Regions from separate parts of the Triticum aestivum genome. Here region 1 is linked to region 2. Evidence: chromatin contacts called from public Hi-C data. All regions are on one chromosome and are shown on one strand. Each heading gives the region's core, a stretch centred on a gene start, on an enhancer-like site or on the middle of the called end of the contact. The rest is flanking DNA. Distances are from core to core; before and after follow the strand shown.

What was found. A called contact is a pair of places that touch in the nucleus more often than the background predicts.
Region 1: a contact with region 2 is called in a Hi-C map of leaf, with 2.7 times the contacts expected there. The contact joins the promoter of LOC123123914 here to the enhancer-like site in region 2. A contact is called at or near these places in 2 of 5 Hi-C or Micro-C datasets (leaf and root).

What each region holds. Positions count from the first base shown.
Region 1 is chr1B:357,579,309-357,584,742 of IWGSC CS RefSeq v2.1, forward strand. It overlaps LOC123123914 (arogenate dehydratase 3), which reads left to right and starts at 2,421. Exons shown (of 1, transcript XM_044544572.1): 1 at 2,421-4,235. The coding sequence starts at 2,551. The coding sequence ends at 3,768.
Region 2 is chr1B:357,377,998-357,383,893 of IWGSC CS RefSeq v2.1, forward strand. No RefSeq gene overlaps it. Among protein-coding and RNA genes, the nearest start is that of LOC123123914, 200 kb to the right of the region's middle. Within about 2 kb of position 2,719, at least 2 of the 8 cell types and tissues checked have an H3K27ac peak or open chromatin away from gene starts, as enhancers often do. A contact at or near this core is called in leaf, where this site is marked.

The sequences.
Region 1 (5,434 bases), core at 1,171-3,670, 200 kb after region 2:
TCCTCAAATGCTCCGCCACCCCCATCTGTTGCGGCGACGAGGTGACCACGACCATCAGCTCCACGCTCGCGTGCGCAGTCACTCCCTTCCCCATCACTTACCTGGGCCTTCCCCTTTCCATCCGCAAGACCCCCTCCTCAGAGCTTCTACCATTGGTGGACAAGCTCGCGAGGAAGCTTGCAACTTGGAAGGTCACACTCCTCCCCCGCGGCGAGCGGCTTGCCCTCATGCGCCACGTGCTCAGCGCCATGCCCGTCACATCCTTATGGAAATTGCCATCAACCCAACGATCCTTAAGAAAATCATGTGCATCATCCATGACTTCTTCTGGCATGGGCGTCGGGACGCCAACTCGGGCTGCTGCTTAGTTAGTTGGTCGCGCATCTACCGCCCCCTGGAATATGACAACCTCGGCATGCATGACCTACACCTTGTTGGCATCTCGCTGGCTGTGGCTCAAAGCCACATACCCCTCGCGTCCATGGTACCACCTACAGCTCCCCCAAGATGACGAGGCAAGTCGCTTCTTCCGCGCCTCCACCTCATGGCATCTTGGTGAAGGAAGGACATGCCACTTCTGGAGCGATCACTGGCTTGAGGGGCAAGCCATCTCTGACATCGCCCCCGTCCTAGTCTCCCTTGTTCCACGTCGACGACGCCGTTGCACGTTGGTGCGCGACGGCCTCACCCAGTCTGCTTGGATTGGTGACATCCACGGTACACTTGGGCCACTGGCGATCATCGAGTACGTCAACATGTGGCGTAAGCTTCAGCAAGTCATCCTCACAAGTGAGCCAGACCGTCTCACCTGGAAGTGGGCGGCAAACGGTACCTACTCCGCCAAGTCATGTTACCAAGCACTGTTCCATGGATCAACCTCACAGCCATGTTGGAAACTACTGTGGAAGAGATGGGCCCCCAACTACAACAAAGTGTTTCTATGGCTCGCCTCCCTCGACTGATGTTGGACAGCAGAGCGGCGGATGCGCCATGACCTCTCCCACGACGCCACATGCATCCTCTGTGACCAAGAAACTGAATCCATTGATCACCTACTCATCGGCTGCGCGTTCTCCCACACCATTTGGCACAAGATACTTTCTTGGTGCCGCCTTGTTGCCCCTCCACTGGATGGCGCAACGAGCTTCTTCACCTGGTGGTCTATGGCGTCCGAGGCCTCCCCTGGCTGCCTGAGAAAAGGCCTCAACTCCATCGTCGCGCTCCGTCTGGGCCATCTGGAAGCATCGTAATGTGGCCATCTTCGATGGCCTGCACCCCTCCACCGGCGATTTGATCACTGCTATCAAAGACGATGCTCGCCTATGGGCCAAGGCGGGCGCCAAGGGACTAGCTACCATTATTCATGTAACCTGAGCTATCTGTACCGAGGCTGAGCACCTCTCTTTCCCCTGCTCACTGCCGCACCCTCGCAAGTGCCTCTTTGTGCATGCTTGCGCGGCTGCGCCTTGTATTTTTAACAACTGCTTTCTACCCTCCTATCAATGAATTGATACGCTACTAAACGTATTCACCGAAAAGGATACAAGACCAAATGGGTGCGGAGATCGGCTAATGGGGCTGCCCACATTATAAAAGATGATTTCATGTTTCGCTGGATTGCATTCAACATGTTGTTGCGTCAGAAATTTCTGGTTATTTTGATTAAATATATACTCCCTCTGTAAAGAAATACAAAAGTGTTTAGATCACTATTTTAGTAATCTAAACACTCTTATATTTATTTACGGAGGGAGTATAAAAAAGGAAATTTCCGTTTATTTTTAATTTAAACTAGCCTTAATCAATAGAAACTCGCCTGGAAAACACACATGCAACCAGCGTTAAATAGATTTGGTCCAAGTAGCAGGATACTTCGCTGTCATCATTTTTGTATTATATCTGGCACGTTCTTATCGCATGGAGCCACAGGAATGACTTTTCGAGCTTATCACCTTTGTACAGCCTCCTGGATCCACCATCTCTTACCATTAACAGCCACTACAGCCACAGGACAACGGCGACCCCGTCGGCATTCACCCACGACAGCGACGCCCGCCGCACCAATCGGCCAGCCCGGAAAGGGGAGAGAAGAGAAAAGAGCGAGCCCACAGCGACCGGCCACTGCCCCGCCTGCCCGCCCGGCCAGGAGATCCGACGGCGGAGCCGGTGCCGCGACTCCGGGTCACCCAAGAAACCACGCGTCCGGATGCGCGCCGTGGCATCGTGTCGCGCCCGGCCCTACGGATTACGATCTCTTCGACGGCATTCGCTCCAGCAACGAGGGTGACACTGATGGACTACTGATGGTAACAATTGATAATTTGAGTTGATGCTAAGCATGCAAGAACCCGGTGGGAAATTTCCACACCAAAGAATAACCTTCGGAGAAAAGGCGGCAAGAACTTGCGGTAGAATTATATAAGCAGCGAAGCCGGCCAAGCCACTCTGGAGTAGTACCATTTCCGCGTGTATAAAAAGTCAAGAAGCTTCCCCTCTCGACGCTTGTTACTCCGATTCCAACCACCGCCGACCTCACCGCCCGGAAAATCTATGGCCTACACCTCCTCCCTCCACCTCTCCAAGCACCTCCTCCTCCCCAAGCCCAACCGCGCCAGGCCTTCCTCCTCCAGGTCGCCGTCCTTCGTCCGGGCGGCCAGGGTCGTCGACGGCGCCCCGCACGTCAACGGGCACTCCAAGAAAGCGCACAACGGCAAGGTACAGATCAACGGCGCCGGCGCCGACGGCAAGAAAGGGGCCATCAACGGCCACGGCGTCGTTAACGGCAAGACGCACGTGAACGGCCATGACCGGATCCACCTGTCGGTGACCACGGGCGGCGGGGGCCAGGACGGGACGGGCCTCCGCGTGGCGTACCAGGGCGCGCCGGGCGCGTACAGCGAGTTCGCGGCCAAGACGGCGCTGCCCGGGTGCGAGACCGTGCCGTGCCGTGCCTTCGCGGACGCACTGGCGGCCGTGGACCGCGGCCTGGTCGACCGGGCGATCCTCCCCGTGGAGTCCACCATGGAGGGCACCGCGCTGCGGAACTACGACCTCCTGCTGCGGCACGACCTGGTGGTGGCGCAGGAGATCAACCTCTTCGTGCACTACTGCCTCCTCGCCATGCCCGGGGTGCGCGCCACCGAGGTGCGCCGGGTCATCAGCCACCCCATGGCGCTCGCGCACTGCGGCCGCGCCCTCGCGCGCCTCGGCGTTGACCGCGAGCCGGTCGAGGACACGGCCGGCGCCGTCGAGATGCTGCGCTCCAACATGATGCTCGACACGGCCGCCATCGCCAGCCCGCGCGCCGCCGACCTCTACGGCCTCGACGTCCTCGCGCACGGCCTGCAGGACGAGTCCTGGAACGTCACCCGCTTCCTGCTGCTCTCCAAGCCGCCGTCGCCGGTGGCGGTCCCCGTGGACGCGGACGCCAAGACCAGCATGGTGGTCGCGCACCGGGGCGGGTCCATGGCGGTGGTGCTCAAGGTGCTCTCCGCCTTCTCCTCCCGCAACATCAACATGTCCAAGCTGGAGGTCATCAACAACGAAGCGGGCGTCGGCGAGCCGCGGCCCCCGGTGATGATCCTGGACACGGGCGCCCGCGGTGCGCCGACGCTGCGCGCGTTCCCGCACGTCCTCTACGTCGACTGCGAGGGTGCCGCCGACGACCCGCTCGTCCGCGAGGCCATCAAGGAGATCGAGAAATTCGCCGTGTTCGTCCGAGTTCTTGGCTGCTACGCCGCGGACACCAACGTCTACGATCTGCAATGAGGAGAACAGAACAGTGATCCTCCCACCATGGTACTAGTACAAGTGAAGTGATCGAATTAGATAGTTCGGCACAATCGAATTTGGAATTGGACCTGGAAATTTCCATTCTGGTACTCGAGCAGCTGCCTCTACGTACTAGTATTTGTGTACAGATGCAATAAGGCTCTTTCTAGTACTACTCTGCTGTTTAGCTGTGTGCATAGGTGTAAGATTGCTGATGATGCCTAGTAATTAAAGGATGTGTAAGATAGCATTATCATTACTTGATTGCTGTAATTTTTTGTTGTGCTAGATCTGAGGGTAGAGTATCGCTACCCCCCTTTCTTGTGCCTCTCGGTGTTCAACTTGTACGGAGTAGAATACAGACATTGGCACATTGAAGACTGGCTGTTCTTTCCAATAGCAGAAGAAAACTATGTGTAACGATACTGGAATTTGTGCAATACTAGGATGGTGTGCTTTGTATACGAGCTGAACTGTGAAATTTGCGGTGCTTTTATACAAAAAAATACTATGTCTTGTTCTTCATTATACTATTGCTAATCTTCAGTACTCAACGACATAGGAATTTGAATCATTTTGTTCTGTTTGCTTCTCTTGGAGCATTGGCCTCGTCCAAGACTGAAGAGAACCATGATTGTGATTCGACAGAACAAAGATTCAAGATCCGACAAGGGAATCCGAATTCATGTGGAGCACTGCACAGGCCCAGAGAATCTGCAAAATCATTATTCTAGGGTTGAATTGCCATTTTTGCAGTTACAAGTTGCCACTGGTAGCACGGGATATGTGGAGGCCCTGCTCCCTCCAGCCAGTGGCGCGTGTTTCGCAGCAGAAAGATCTGAGCAGACTTAACTTTCTCTGATAAGCGAGGGCCCTGATATAGCCCTACAATCCTCATGAACCGGGAGAGATACTATCAAATTCACCTGTGGGCTGTGGCTGAACCGGGCCTATTTGTACGACTGGCTGTACGCCCCAGAAGTGAACGGAAAACGGACTGCAGAAACTGTCTGCGCGATCGCCGAATCAAGCGAGCGCGATGGCAGGTTCAGGCCGAGATCCCCGTATCAAATGTGCGAACATTTTTCGCGCGTGGCACAGGAGAATTTGGCCAGGCTCGTTGCAGGAAATTGACGCATCGCGTCGCCGATACCCACAAAACTCCGCCAAAAATCAACCAAATTTCCACATGTGTTCCACAGTTCTGTGTTCGTCTATGAGACCACCCTATCGGTCTGCTGAAAGCTTATCATCTGCCCCTTGCAGAACGCATCTCTACCAATGGACAGTTTTGTCCACCAACTAACTGGCTCAGATCAACCAACCCCGTGCCCTGTCGGACGTGTGCGACGCATCTCCACATGGCCTGGAGCTTCAGAGTTATGAGAGGAGCGACCCCTTACCAAACTACTCCCTCCGTTCGGAATTACTTGTCTCGAAAATGGATATATCTAGAACTAAAATAGTACTCCCTTCGTTTAGAAATACTTGTCGGAGGAATGGATGTATCTAAATGTATTTTAGTTCTAAATACATTCATTTTTATGCATTTCTTCGACAAGTATTTCCCGACGGAGGGAGTAGTAATTCCGAACAAGTAATTCCATTTTCGAGACAAGTAATTCCGAATGAAGGGAGTAGTAATAATTTTTACTGGATCGTC
Region 2 (5,896 bases), core at 1,469-3,968:
AGTAACTCCTACGACTAAGAATTACAACGAAATCTCTTGAAAACATCTTCTTCACTGCATCAATCTCTATTAGAAGAAATACTTCAAAGACTTCAGTAAAATGGCTGCAATTGGACTAGAGCAAGGAGGTTATCGCTTTTTCACCCGAACGAATATTACCAGTAATGGTTTTTAAAAGCACCTTAAGTCGCCCATCCAAAAAGATGAAAAGCCTCGATCGGTGAACGTACTTGGGCTGGGGATAATCCCCTAGAAGTGCAGGACGTCGGATCACAAATTTTTCACCATGATGTCGATGAAACACTTCAACTTCACAAAAAATCAAACCAACCGACAAAGTTTGAACACCAACCTAAACTCGTCAGATCCGAATAATCGAATATGCGAGAAGAGAAAACTCTTTAACCTCATGGCAAGTACTAGCTGTTTTTTTAAGGGTCGGCAAGTACTAGCTTTTTTTTTTTGAGGGAAAGGCAAGTACTAGCTATTGAACGTACCCAGACTAACGCTGGATTTTGCCTCAACAGGCCCAAACGACGGCCTGCCATCATTGCAAGCAGAATGATGATAGCCCGCGTGACAATTACGTCCATTTATTTATGCTTCTTCATTGTCTCAAAAACAAAATTGCGCTTCTTGACGTGTGCTTTGCTAATATTCCAGCGACTTGTCTAACTAGATGATGCTTCGCGCGTTGCTGCGGGAACCATGTTAAAATCAATGCATAAATAAGTGCCTAAAACCAATGGAAACAAATGTAAGAGTTTTACATATTTAAAATGATAAAACATAAAAGAAGTGTGTGTGACAAAATGATGTATAAAAGAGAAAAAAAATCTCCACAAAAAGAAGACATGATTGATGAAGTGGCGTTGTTTGAGTTGATAGGTTAATGCAAAAATGCATGCATGCGTTGGAAAAAAAAGACATGCATGACCAATGAGATGGCATAATTTTTTTTTCGAAACGGAGGCAAAGATTGCCTCATCTATTAAATAAGCAGAAGAGAATTGCCCAGTTAATTACGGAAAACCGGGCAAAAACCGAAACAACAAGGGCCAAGCCCATTCCCATAGACTGAAACACACAGGGCAAAGCCCACCCTTATCGACAACATGCCGACCTGCGGCCAGACAACGCAACTCCGACTCTGACGGAGAACTCAGAAGAACGAAATCAGGCTCGGCTGGCGCCACGGAAGATCGCCGAAAGGGCCACCTGCAGCCAGTCATCGTACACCACAGGGCCCCGTCGCCGCAACTTCGACTCCACAGCAACAAACAAACCGAGGCAATACCGTGGACACGCCGAAGAAGAGCCGACTATCGCAACCATTGCCGCGTCGCCGACATCGCTCCCACCATCATCGTTGCCACAGAAGTCTGGCCGCCACAGTGATTCTCTCGGGGCCGCCGCCCCGACATCCACCGCTCCCTCGCGCCCAGCGCAATCAACCGGCACCGCCTTCCGGGGCCGCCGCCCCGACATACCACCACTCCCCTCGAGCAGCAACGCCGCGCAACCCGGCTGCCCGCAGCCCACGCTGCTTAGGGCAACCGCTCGCAGACCACGAACGTCGCACCACATCCGGGGCCGCCGCCCCGACGTAAAGTCAGACCGCCCCCTCTAGGGCGCATCGACCAGGCCGACGACCTCGCTACCCACGCAGCACCAAGCCGCCACCAAAACAATGCACAACCGCGACTCTACCCCATAGAGGCACCGTTGCATTGCTATCCGAGGCCGCCGCCTCGGCGTACATCCACCGTCCAGAGCCGCCGCCCCGGCCTCCATCACCCCGACGGCGACACAACTCTGCACCACTGCCATGAGACCACCACTCCACAAAGGTCATTGCTTCCAAGGCGGTGCCTCCAAGAAGGTAACGACATAATTGCCGCCGCCGCCCGCTCCAATGGAGCTTGGGTTTTCACCCGGAAACACCAGACAGTTGCGGCAGTAGATGGACGTAGCTCCGCGATGTGCCTTCAGGAAGGAATGCAATGCTCAAGAACATCGCCAACATCGGCACCGACCGGAGAAGGTGCAAGACTTTCGCCCGGAGAATCTACTCACTTATGAACACATGCATAACTCCTTGATGCCACACAATTTTGATCGAAAGGCTGTAAATAATTGAGGTGATGTGTAAGCACGTATGTGTAGAGGAATCTGATAGTGGGGGCTAACTATTTAAATATAGAAGATTCTGCCTACGAGAGTGAAATCTGAACAACAAACGGCTTATTCTACACTTTTGTTTTTGACGAGTCCTAATATATTCTACATTGGACAGTCCCTCTGTGTGGAATAGGAGCACATCTTCCAGCGCGTGCCCACTTGCAGTTGCTAAATATCGTGGGGACGCTTTATTGGTTACCTTCGTTATCATGATTGGCACAAGTGCAAGAAAAGTGACCCTATCCAGCCATGCTGATGATGCGATGAGACCCCACCCACCACAAAAAGATGAGCCATCTAAAATGGAAAAAGGAGCGTTTGTGGTGCCCTGCCATTGGTAGTTGAACCCAACCCTACGATCCATCGTTGTCCAGACTTGACAAACGTACAGGTAAGTAGCATCAGCAGTGGTATAATAGTCCGGAATCGGCGAATAACCAATACGGTCCAGAAACGCAATCGTTCTAGAAGGCCGCCATACATACAATATATATATATGTAGGCTGTATATAATAAAGTGGATTCTCGCGCGCGGTTTGACACGCGATACCCCTGAACTGCTCAGAGTTCACACATTTAGGGCCGGCGGGGGCAGTGGCAGAGCCGTGTTATGCGAATATTTCCACATTTGTGAACCACGGACGCCGTCTCTGACCTGTCCTCGCGCCTATGATACTATTCATAACAGCATTGACTCTCGGAAGCTCGGTTGACGTCCCAAGGCTTGTCCAACCGGCAGGTCGCTAAGGGCATCTTCAATGCAGGACGCTAGCAGGAGGTGCCAGGATCAAATTCTCATCCGATCGGTAGATACGCTAGATAATCCAGAAGTCTGCCTGGGCATCGATGCAAACGGAGGAGTCAGGCGCTTGTAGGTTTTCCTTGCTGCACGAGATAAAATATTGAACGCAATGACAACTGTTTTACGAGTTTTTAGCGCCCGTATTAGCTGCTAGGTTGAACGAGGGAACGCTTACGTGAATATTTATCATTTTGTATTTATTTTTTCTCTACAAGCGTCTATATAAGCGCCTGGCATTGTAAGTGCCCTAATCATTCTCGTCTTAGCAAAAATTATGTGAAACGGTAAAACCTTATGTTGATTTCAGTGGGTGTAGCCGGTCCACCACGAGAAAAAACATCCGTGAGGCAACTTTGGGGGGGGGGGGGGGGGGGGGGGGAGTTGTCGCTGGGGTTAGGGTTTTTTGTTCATGGGTGCCGATCTTTCGGTGGTGCTAGGGGCAGCAACAATGCTGGCCTACTCATTGATCGGGTGGTGTTCCTCTCCACCATGGCTACCACGTCTACTAGGGCGGCGGGAGGATCGACGAGCAAGGAATCATCTAGGTCTCCGGCAGAAGGCAAGACTTGCAAGAGGCAACTAGTCTCTTGCCAAAACTGGGTGAGTTGTTGACAGAGAAGGACCATGTTGGGTTCATCTTCACAAAACACGGGTTGGATCTTCCCAGACTGATACTTTGGTCGGTGGTGGGCAAATTGTGCTCGTTGAGGCCATTGAACATTCATGCTCTTCATAGGACGATGCAGAGGGCCTGGGATTACACCGTGAAGCACAATTATGGATGATGGTGGAAATATTTTTGACTACAATGAACAATGGACCTTGGCAGTTTGATTTTAATGTGATTGTCCTAAACAATTATGAAGGAAACACGAAGCCCTCCGAGATGGTGCTTGACACGGTCGAAGCTTGGGTTCGGATGTTAGTTCACCGTTGAACAAGCGATCGAAAGCTTTTGGTAAAGTACTTGGGATCTGGCTCGATGAGGTGGTTTGAGTGGATGTGGAGAAAGATGGATTCGTGAGCGGCAAACACCTCGGGGTTTGAGCAAAAATTCCAGCGTTTGAGCCCTTTGTGCAAGGTTTTTCCTCAAATACTCACTAGAGGACTTGATTGGAATGTGGTATGACTTCTTCTATGAGAATATTCCACACTTCTATTTTGATTGTGGCAGTCTAGTTCACGTGGATGGGATTTGTTAATCAATGGTGGATTCGGCATCCCAGTGGGCACATTAGTTGATGGTGTCACCTGGATGCAACTCATCGATAAAGGAAAGCCCACACCAGGAGGCATCTAGCAGCAACAATAGTTTGGGCAGTTCTCAAATGGGTGATAATGACCAGGGCACCGTGTCCATGCTTCTGCTAGAAATTGGCCGACTAAATGCAGCCTAGACCATGAATTTACTCCTTTGGCTTACTCCCGTACTGGCGAGGAGCATAGGGCAGAGCATGAGGAGGTCAATGGCCCTATTAAGTACCAGTACACGTAAGGTAAGCCTTGGGAAAGGGACTTGAGGCATGAGTTAGAATAGAAACATGAGAATGAGTTGTGAGAAGAACTGCACCAGAAACAAGCCCGCATGGGCCATGCAAAGGAGCGCGGGAATGATTATAAGGGGAAGGAGATCCTAGCCGGTCAGTCACAGTATCGTTAGGGTGAGAGAAATAGGGGTACTTACGTGTGGCGGCTTAGATAGGAAATGGGATGAGCAAAGGTAGGGAGCCTCTTTGGCGCCCAAGGACCTACTTATGCAGATCTAGCCAACTCCGCTAGCCTTCGCATAACATCGATCCCAAGACTGCACCTTCACACAATGTACACATGAAAACATGCATGCCATGTATCCTTGATATACTATAAAAAGACCACACACAAACTTCTAACTTAAGTGAGAACATTTATTTCCCATTTATAAAATATTTTGAATAGTGTCAGGTGGTCTCCGAGTAGAAATAACCATAACCAGCTTGCTGCTGCAGAAATATCATTGCAATCACTTAGGTGGCTTATCATTACAATATTAACCCGCCATATCTTTATTCCTTGGCCGCAGCTTTTTAACCCTGTTGACTGATGTCTACTACGCAACCGAAGAAAATATGCCCTAGAGGCAATAATAAAGTTGTTATTTTATATTTTCTTATTCATGATAAATATTTATTATTCATGCTAGAATTGTATTAACCGGAAACTTGATACATGTGTGAATACATAGACAAAACACCGTGTCCCTAGTATGCCTCTACTAGACTAGCTCGTTGATCAAAGATGGTTAAGTTTCCTAGCCATGGACATGAGTTGTCATTTGATAAACGGGATCACATCATTAGTGGAATGATGTGATGGACAAGAACTATCCATTAGCTTAGCATAATGATCGCTCAGTTTTATTGCTACTGCTTTCTTCATGTCAAATATATATTCCTCCAACTATGAGATTATGTAACTCCCGGGCACCGGAGGAATGCCTTATGTGCTATCAAATGTCACAACATAAATGGGTGATTATAAAGATGCTCTACAGGTATCTCCAAAGGTGTCTGTTGGGTTGGCATAGATCGAGATTAGGAGTTGTCACTCCGAGTATCGGAGAGGTATCTCTGGGCTCTCTTGGTAATGCACATCATATGAAGCCTTGCAAGCAATGTGACTAATGAGTTAGTTGCGGGATGATGCACTATGGAACGAGTAAAGAGACTTGCCCGTAATGAGATTGAACTAGGTAAGAAGATACCGACGATTGAATCTCGGGCAAGTAACATACCGATGACAAAGGGAATAACATATGCTGACATTGCGATTCGACCGATAAAGATCTTCGTAGAATATGTCGGAACCAATATGAGCATCCAGGTTCCGCTATTGGTTATTGACTGGAGAGGTGTCTCGGTCATGTCTACATAGTTC